Regions from separate parts of the Mus musculus genome. Here region 2 is linked to region 1. Evidence: chromatin contacts called from public Hi-C data. All regions are on one chromosome and are shown on one strand. The core of a region is the stretch at or near the end of the contact, and the rest is flanking DNA. Distances in the headings are between cores, read along the strand shown. Region 1 overlaps Lhpp (phospholysine phosphohistidine inorganic pyrophosphate phosphatase). Region 2 overlaps Fam53b (family with sequence similarity 53, member B).

Region 1 (4,132 bases), core at 898-3,397:
CTGGACCTGGAGGGATGGGGGAGGGATGGCATCTTGCCAGGGTATAGGCCAGCTTTGCAGCAGTGCAAGTTTGCTGCAGGCCCTGAGCTGGGCATTGAGTTAGAGGAGGTACCTGTGGCACCCGGAGCCTTGCTCTGGCAATAGCTACCTGTTACCTCCCAACTGCACGAGCTTGCTTCAGGCTGGGCATGCCTGCCACCTACTCTCTGGGCCTTGATTCATGGTACCACTGGAAGCTGTTTCTGGTCAAAAGGACCCCACCACTGGGGCAGTGAGTGGTCTGATGTCCAACATCTCCGTGGAGTACCTCATAGCATCATGTGCCCTGGACTGTTCTCGGCAGCTAGAAAGCGATGGAAAGAAGGGGAAAGTGGGGTCTTAACTCTCACAGGGACTCCAGGGTCTCGGGGTTGTTACTGTTCCTGAATGTGAATTATTTAAACCCCAGAGGCCACTGAGTTTAAATAATTCACTCTATTTACTTTCTAGGGTTGTGACAGGAAGCAGCTAGGAGGCTCCTCTCCTGGCTTACCGGGAGCCTTGCATTCTTTGTAAAGAGCTGGCTAATTGTTTTCATCATGAATCCTGGGAATCTGAGCCGCCCGGCAGTCTCCAGCACAGCCAGGACAACATTCCAGGGGCCAGCCCGAAGCCTTGGCTTGCCCATCTCCTGTCCGCAGTCCACTGGGCTTGCAGGGTGCTTCCTCAGTCAGGGCTGCAGGAGCCGAGATACCAGCTGGGGCACACACACACACCCTAGGCTCCTCCATCTGGCTGCAGCAGCCCTGTCTGCGTCCCCCTCGAAGTTTATTTTAAACTATTTCACGTGGAAAAAACTCAGCTTCCTCTTCAGTAGTAGGTTCCAAGAAGGCTAACCCCTTCCTCTCCAGTCTGTTCCACCCCACCCCTGAAAAAAACTAATAAGGACAGCAAAAATGCTACACACTACCGGAAACACGACTGCCCATGAGCATCTGTATCCTCGGGCCGAGACTCCTGGTACACTCCAGAATAAACGTACCCAGCTGTGAGGTAGCAGAGGCTCACAGAAAGATGTGCTTAAGACGGAGGCCAGAGCAGCCTGCTGTTCACAGACTCCCCAAGCTGAGCCTCCCTCTTTAACAGGTCAGAGGTCAGGGCTCACCAATCTCGCTCTGATTCTAAGGCAGGATAACCACCTTCCCAGGTCACAGGAGCTGCTTAGGGCACAGCATGGGGAGGGGCTGGTGGGTTTTACCATGGCCCCCAGGTTCTGAGGGAGCTGGGCAGAACTGGAACTTGGCATTCACAGCCTGGAAAAACCTGAAACGGCCCGTCTTGGTTCTGTAATCTGAACCCTTTGGGGCTGCCATGCAGTGGCACACAGAGTCCAAGCCCACTGCCAACAACAAGCCCATCTCTTCAGTGACATCAGACGCCTCGAGCGTGGGGACCCACTGCAGCCCCACAGCGCCCTGCAGGCTGATGGTACCCCAGCTGCCCGACACTTCTGTCAAGCACTGCCCCATTCCTGTCTAGGCTCTCTGTATAATTTAGACACAGGAGACTGAAAAGCAAAAGCAAAAAACAACAACAAACAAAAAACCAAACAGATAAAATGAAAAGAGATAGAAGTCAGGAAATCTCACTGCCTTCCTAAAGCCTTTACCAGCAGGCCAACCCAAGCAAGTCTGCCCATGAGGACGGACGGACACTTAGGGAGAGGCTGGAATGGGGGCAGCTGGGATGCTTCTATAGCTCTGTCTGATGACCACAGCTCATGCTCCCCAATGAAGGCCAGTGGGGAGTGATGGAGTAGTGGGTGGGGAGAGACAGTGGGGGTCGGAGGAGTAAGGGGAAAGGTAAGGAAGGATGCAGCCAGGTGGCGTGGAGAGTGCTTCACACCTTGCACAAACGCACGTGGGCGCAGAGATAAGCATGCCGTCTAAGTACACACTGAGCATTGTGGCACACAGGTACATTTTTCTTCCTCTAGTAACTGGTGTGTGTGGAAGGCAAGTGCTTTGCTCACCAAGCCATTTCCCTATTTCCTGGAGCAACGCATGTCTGGAGTATAGACAGGCCTGGGGTGGGAGCTAGTGTTGCCACATGGTGTGGAAAGTCACCATGCCTCTCTATTCCCCACCCAGAGCCAGTGGCGCCCCCTGCTGGTGGAAAGATACTGAGATTCTATGATAAAGGAAGCCCATAAAGAATCTAGGCAAAGCCCAGGATGGGGGTGGGGACACACGGAGACAGGGGTGGAAGAGCACAGCATGACAAAGGGCTCAAAGAAAGAATGAGAAGGGGACATCAGGGGACTTAGTGGGCAAGGACTGTGGTGTCACAGGGACCCCAGGCCCAGAATGCACACAGTTCTCTGGGTTCTCCCCCTGTGAAGGTCCCAGCTGGAGAAGAACACAAAAAAGCCTCCATGGGTCACAGAAGCTGCTGTGGTTCCTTAGACCCCAGCCTGCCCTGAGTCTAGCAAGGTGGCCAGACCACAGAGTGACAAAGACGCACGGCAACAGGGGAGCAGGCAGGGTGAGCATACATGGGAGCGAGCTGGCATGGATGTGAATATGTGAGTGTAAGGGGCGGAGGGACAGGGAGGCTGGCTGTGAGTGCTTTTAAGGGTGCACTGGGGCCTGATGTGCTTGCTGCGTGTGATCTGTGTGTTCAAGTCCTGAACTCCGGAAGGGCTGACTCTCCCAGAACCTGGTGACAAGGCGCCCTCTTGTGGCCAGAGCAGGAGGCGGTACATGTAAGAAGAAAAGGAAAGATTGTTTTGCGTCTGAATGAGGCCCAGGTGGATGTTGGGGCTCAGGAAGGATGGGACTGAAAGGACAATGAAGGGAGGGGAGGGGAGAGTAGATTAGAGAAGGCCAATGTATCTTGGATGCTGAACTCCACCAGGTGCCCTCGGTGTCTTCTCTGAGCTCCACCCTCCCCAATACTCCCCAAGTACCCTGTCCAGACAAGAAGCAAGGGGAGTGGGCTTCAACTGGCTGCACGGATACAGAAAAGAGCTCGGCCTTTTGGCTGACATGTGGAGCCTGGGTATGAGCAAGGGGTGAAATAAGGTTGCCTCTCCCTCCACCGTGCACCAGAGAGTGCTGTAAAGACAGTGTGTGTGACAGCCCCATCCTTACCTGTCACGGGCACAGAGACAGATTTCACAGCCACCACCCCCTGCTTCCTGGAGCAGCCCTGTCTGAAGTGTGCAGTGCTTTCTGGATGTGCTTGGGGGCCGTAAGGAGGCTCGGGACAAGATAAAAGCATGGGAATATGGCAGCTGCCACTAAGTTCGCTTCCTGGGCCATCCAGGCTGTGTTGGGGCAGGCAGAGTTGTGTCTCCAGTCATTCCCACGAGGGCTGTTCTGGTTGGGCATGCGCGGGCAGGTGTTAGTTCTGGTGAGATGGCTTCCCTTTTTAAGGAGTCCCAAACTCACAAATCACGGACAAGCCAAGTGCACCCTGAAAGATCATTTGCTTTTACAACAGTGTCCTGGCACAGGAGTCCCCTGAAGGCATGGTGTGCAGTGAAAGTCACTTATTGCTGACAGTTGGTTCCTCTCCTTTCTACTCGGCACAGCCACCACCTGTGCTCTGTGATCTTGACCACTGACCACTGCTTTAGCAATGACAATCTAGGACTTAAAGGTGACGATCATAGAGCAGGTGGAGCAGGCGGCATGAGTGCAGGACAGCCCCACACTGATGGCCCTGCTCCATTTGGACCTCAGTTTCTGCATCTGCAGCCGGGAGGTGGCACAATGGTAGTGGGAGCTCTAGGATCCTCCGAGAGGTTGCTCCATTTCCCCTTTATCAACAGGAAATAGGACTAGCCTCCAGTACCGGAGGTCCTAGGGGCCAGAGTACAGAGAAAGAGTCTGATACTGCCAGGCCAGAGGCTAGCCCAGTACTGGTCAGCCTAACACTGGAGTCTGATGCAGCCAAGCCAGAGGCTAGCCCAGTACTGGTCAGCCTAACGCCGGAGTCTGATGCAGCCAGGCCAGAGGCTAGCCCAGTACTGGTCAGCCTAACGCTGGAGTCTGATGCAGCCAGGCCAGAGGCTAGCCCAGTACTGGTCAGCCTAACGCTGGAGTCTGATGCAGCCAGGCCAGAGGCTAGCCCAGTACTGGTCAGCCTA
Region 2 (4,478 bases), core at 910-3,409, 120 kb before region 1:
CTGAAGCCCAACATCAGAAACAGGAAACAGACATGGAATAGTGGAGGTAGGAATACTTCCGTCTTCCCTAGCGTATCTTGTGTTGTTTTTCTGACACATCTTCCAAACGCCTGACAACTGCTAGTCTTCAATTCTATACTTTTATCATTTCAAGAGTTTGTTACAAATGGTATCATATAGCAATTTAACCCTAGGGGAGTCACTTTTTTAAGCCCAGAATAATTCTCTGGGAGCTCGTGGCGTCTGAGACTAGTTCCTCCTTTTCTGCTGAGTGGTCTTCCCTAGAATGGATGAGCCACTGTTTAACCAATCACCACTGACGGACATTTGGATGGGTTCCTGATTTGACTGTTGTGAATAAGGTATTTGTGGCAGGTTTTGAGGTGACCATGTTTAATTTTCCAGGACAAACGCTGAGGAATGTGATCGATTGCTAGGCTGTGTGGTAGTTGCCTGAGTGGGTTTCTGAGGGGCACGCGTGGGATGGACAGGTGGGCGCCTGTGGGAAGTTACAAGCGTGGGAGCTGATCCACCAGGGATCCGAGCCCAGCTTTTGGACTCAGTGCTGGTGAGCTTCTTCATGTGTCTGTGAAATGGGGAAACATGAGCCTACTTTACGGCTAATGTGTGTAGAGCAGCTTTTACTAGCATAGTAGGTAATTGCATGAGTTTGTTTTATTTTGGAGTGATGTTAGTTTCAGACCAGGTATGATATATTTGAAGCTGGTCTGGAGCTCCTAGTCCTTCTGCCCCCACCTCTCAAATTCTGGGATTATAGGCATGAGCTATAATGCCTGACTTGTTAGTTCATTTTCTGCTGCTATGATAAAATAACTGAAGCTGGGTAACTTTATAAAGAATAGACTTTATTAAGAGGGAAGGTTTCATGGCATGGCTGAAGAATTGTCTCAGCTCTGAAAGGTTGGAGGCAAATGATAAATGATACCACATTATGTGGAAAGGGAGAGAACGTAAAGTGAGACAGGCGTGGCCAGGTGTGGCCAGGCACATGCTTTTATAACTTTTTTTTTTTTTAATTAACTCAGTCCCATGATACCTGCTAAAGCACCATGCCCCTGCCCTATGCCCCCTTAACATGGCTACACTGGGAATTGGTGACTCCTTAGAGACACACCAAGGTAGTGCTCAGTAGATAGAAGCTGTTCTAAGTGAGGTTACAGAGAAAGCCAGCTGGGTCAAGCGGCAGCCTCAAAGACAGAAGACAGCTTCAAAGACAGCTAGGTTTCAGTCTTGTCACCCACCCTCCTGGAATCACCTGTCCCTTATTCTCTGGAAAGAGGTCTTCTTACACTGGTCTAGGTCGCTGGACAGGGACCAGCATTCCCTGATGGGGTTCTTTGAGCCTGTGTTACTTACTGGTCGAAAGAATCCTCGGCAACTTGAGATTGTGCCAAGCTCTGCTGGTCTGGATTAGCCTCTCCAGGTCTATATATACCCAGACTCGAAGAAGCTGCTGCGATTTAGCCTAATTCCATAAGTGTGTGCTGAGCTCAACTTGTTCAAGGGATTGTGCTGAGGCATGTAAAGGGCAGAGACTCTTCCAGCTGATCCCAGAAGCCAGCTCCAGCCACAGCTCCTGGGAGCCACCATGTTGCAGAATAAAGTCTGCATTCAGCGTGGCTCTCAGAGCTCAGGGTCTTTCCAGCTCTCTGTCCTGCAGCATGGCTGCCAGAGTGCATACCATTCCCCATATCGTGTTCTGACTGCTTCATTACAACCGTTTTTAAAGGCCACACAGCCTTCAGCCATACAACTCTACTGTAGTTTATTTAGCCAGTCCCCTGTGAGTGGGCAGCCAGGGTGTTCCTGCCCTGGGCTCCGTGCAGGGGAGGCTTTAATACCCCCCTCCCCCCCACACACACACTGCCCTTCCCCCTGCTCTCAGCTTGTATATAGTGCTGCCACTTTTCAGAGCTGTGAGGGCAGGAGTGAGGCCACATTCCTTTCTTCTCCAGACCTTTGGCCATTTACTGACCACTCGGGTACACAGGTGCTTATAGTACTCCACCCCAAGTGCTGCCTCTGCCAGCTCCCCTTTGTAGGGGCTAAAGTGGGGTTGGAGCTGGTAAGAGTACGGATGCCCATTTTTCAGCTTTGTGCAGAGCTGTGGCTGGAAGGGCTGTCATGTTTCCATGGCAACAGATCTCCATAGTCTTGCTTTTACTGGCCTCCCAGTTTCAGCAGAGGGATGGACCCTGATACAGCCAGGCCCCTGCTGGTGGAATTTAAGTCAGCTGCAAAGGATGACTGGATGTCCACCCCTGGAAAGAGGGTTGGGACTCCTCCATGAAACTGGCGGTAGTAGCTGCTGTCAGTGATTTCTCAGATGAACCGGACACAGAGGAAAACGCTTGACCTCTGCTTCCCTAGGATACAATAACCTTAAGGGCAGCTAGAGTTATTTCTTATTTATCAAGAGGGAAGGAAACTGGGCCCCACAGAGAAATCAATATATTTCAAGAGGGAAGATTCCAACCCAAATATGCTGGTCTTAGGCTCCGAGTTTATGACCACCAAGGCTAGCAGTCACCTCCGAGAAGGAAATGCTGAGTTTACTTCTCAGGCCTTGTGCCAATGGCTGCCTGCCCTAGAGCTGAATTGAGGTTCACACCCAGAAGGTGATGGCTGCCATCAGGCCTCCCCTGCTGAGGCAGCACAAAGGGCCCTTTTGAAGGGCGAATCCAGGGGCACCCCTCCTGGCCTGTTCCTGATCCAAGCCTGCAGGGGGCCAGTGGGCACTTCTGGCCCTGCTGTTGAGCCAGAACTAGGCGGAATGGTTTGACATTCTTTCCTTAAACACATCACACTTGGTTGGGACACACAGTTTGTAGACTGATGTGGTACTGAAGCATGAAGCAGGTCTCCTAGCGCCACGGGGGACTCTTGACCACCACCCCCCCCCCCCCCGCCTCCTTTCCTGAACAGTCAAGCTTTATAAATGCATTGACTACCCTCCTCCCCACCCCTGATTTTGCACTTTGGATGAACCTTGTTTTCGAAGAAGTTAGAAGGTTGGTTTCCTGTGCTCACCAGCCGGCCTGTAATAGCAGAGTCAGGAGCACCACTGTAAAGTCCAGTGGAAGTAAACAGGAGAACATGGCTGACAAGCTGGATGGGAAGTGAATGCCAGGTGCCATCTACTTTCACACAGCAGCTTCTAAAACATTAGTGCTGAACAGTCCGTTTTTAATCACAGATTAGAAGCCGCTTTTCTTTTTCTTTATTGCTATGATTACCGTTATTTTTTAGATTTTGATGGTGATCTTCCAGTCCTTCTGTCCATGTGACTTTCCTTTGAAGGTCAAATCGCAGGCTGATAGGGATGGGGTATTAAGATCAGGGAAGTCACCTTGTAAGGAGTGGCTTTTCAGACCTGTGCAGTGTCTTCCTTTGCTTGGTGGGACGTCATGAACAAGGAGGCTGCCTGATGATCTTTGGCAAGTGATAGTGCCGAGGAGGTCTGGGCAGTCGCTCATAGGTCACTTGGTGTGGCCCACTCTGGGGAAAGGGACAAAACCACAACTGTTAAGGATGGGACACGTGTCTTTAAATAGACCTTCCTGATTTGTTTGTAGCAGTTTTCCTAAGAAGGTAGATGAGGTAAGCCAGTGGCCAGCTCTGCATCCCCTGCCCCCTTTGATATTGGATGTGGGGATGAGGAATATTGATCCTTTGCCAGTCTAAACTTGTCCTAATGTGAGCTCGGTGTGCCTGCAAAAGCCAGCCCAGCCAGTGATAAGATGCTGGATTGCCAGGAACCACATATTGCTAGCACCTCAGAACCTGTGGTCTTGAAGATGTCTCGTGGGTCCAAATTTGTTGCTGTCTCTGGCAGAGCATTGGCTATATTAGATGTCTAAGGCTAGCTGGGGTGTGTGTGTGTTTGTGTGTGTGTGTTTGTGTGTGTGTGTGAGAGAGAGAGAGAGAGAGAGAGAGAGAGAGATCTAAGAAAGTGATTCTTGCCCTTGGTGACCTCCCAGAGTGCACCTCCTTTAGTAAGGATATGGTTCCATCCCTGTGGAGTTCTCTGCATTACACCTGAGGCTTTCCTAGTGCTGAGCCCGTTGCTTGTCTTTTTGTCTTTCCAGGCCGTTGACTACTTTTGGCCATTCCCAGAGGCCAGTCTGAGCAACTGATGGGGAGCTGTTTCTAGTGACCTCACTCTCCGGAATGCCCAGGTATCACTGTTAATCAAGTCTTCCCCGCTGAAGATGGCCTGTGCCCAGCCTGGGATGCAGCCCAGTTCCTGAGGTCCTTACCATGGTGATGATCCTAAGGAGAAGCCTCATCAACCAGGGAGCTGACTCTGGAGCACACAGGACCTTCATCCCTGAACTGGTGAGGACCTCAAGCACTGCATTTCTTTCTCCTCCTTTGTGGCATTGGGGTGCAGGGAGGGCTTGTGGTGTGGCTGTGGATGGGCATCTGGGCCTAACAACTTGGAAGTGAGCAGAGCT

Evidence for each region. Hi-C and Micro-C count contacts between places; a contact is called where the count stands out from the background.
Region 2: a contact with region 1 is called in a Hi-C map of muscle stem cells, with 2.7 times the contacts expected there. The contact joins two enhancer-like sites. A contact is called at or near these places in 2 of 39 promoter capture datasets (embryonic stem cells and macrophages), 2 of 15 datasets of contacts at CTCF or cohesin (embryonic stem cells and large pre-B cells), 12 of 484 Hi-C or Micro-C datasets (B cells, Sertoli cells, bone marrow-derived macrophages and 7 more), 5 of 115 datasets of contacts at active chromatin or transcription factors (bone marrow-derived macrophages, embryonic basal ganglia, embryonic stem cells and 2 more) and 4 of 9 other capture datasets (adipose tissue, embryonic stem cells, liver and 1 more).

Annotation. Positions count from the first base shown.
Region 1 is chr7:132,654,801-132,658,932 of GRCm38.p6, reverse strand. The region is part of intron 6 of Lhpp (phospholysine phosphohistidine inorganic pyrophosphate phosphatase); the gene reads right to left. Among named protein-coding and RNA genes, the nearest start is that of Lhpp, 46 kb to the right of the region's middle. Within about 2 kb of position 2,147, at least 146 of the 459 cell types and tissues checked have an H3K27ac peak or open chromatin away from gene starts, as enhancers often do. A contact at or near this core is called in liver, muscle stem cells and uterus, where this site is marked.
Region 2 is chr7:132,779,017-132,783,494 of GRCm38.p6, reverse strand. It overlaps Fam53b (family with sequence similarity 53, member B), which reads left to right. Exons shown (of 5, transcript NM_001381858.1): 2 at 4,110-4,359. The coding sequence starts at 4,282. Among named protein-coding and RNA genes, the nearest start is that of Fam53b, 33 kb to the left of the region's middle. Within about 2 kb of position 2,159, at least 98 of the 459 cell types and tissues checked have an H3K27ac peak or open chromatin away from gene starts, as enhancers often do. A contact at or near this core is called in liver, muscle stem cells and uterus, where this site is marked.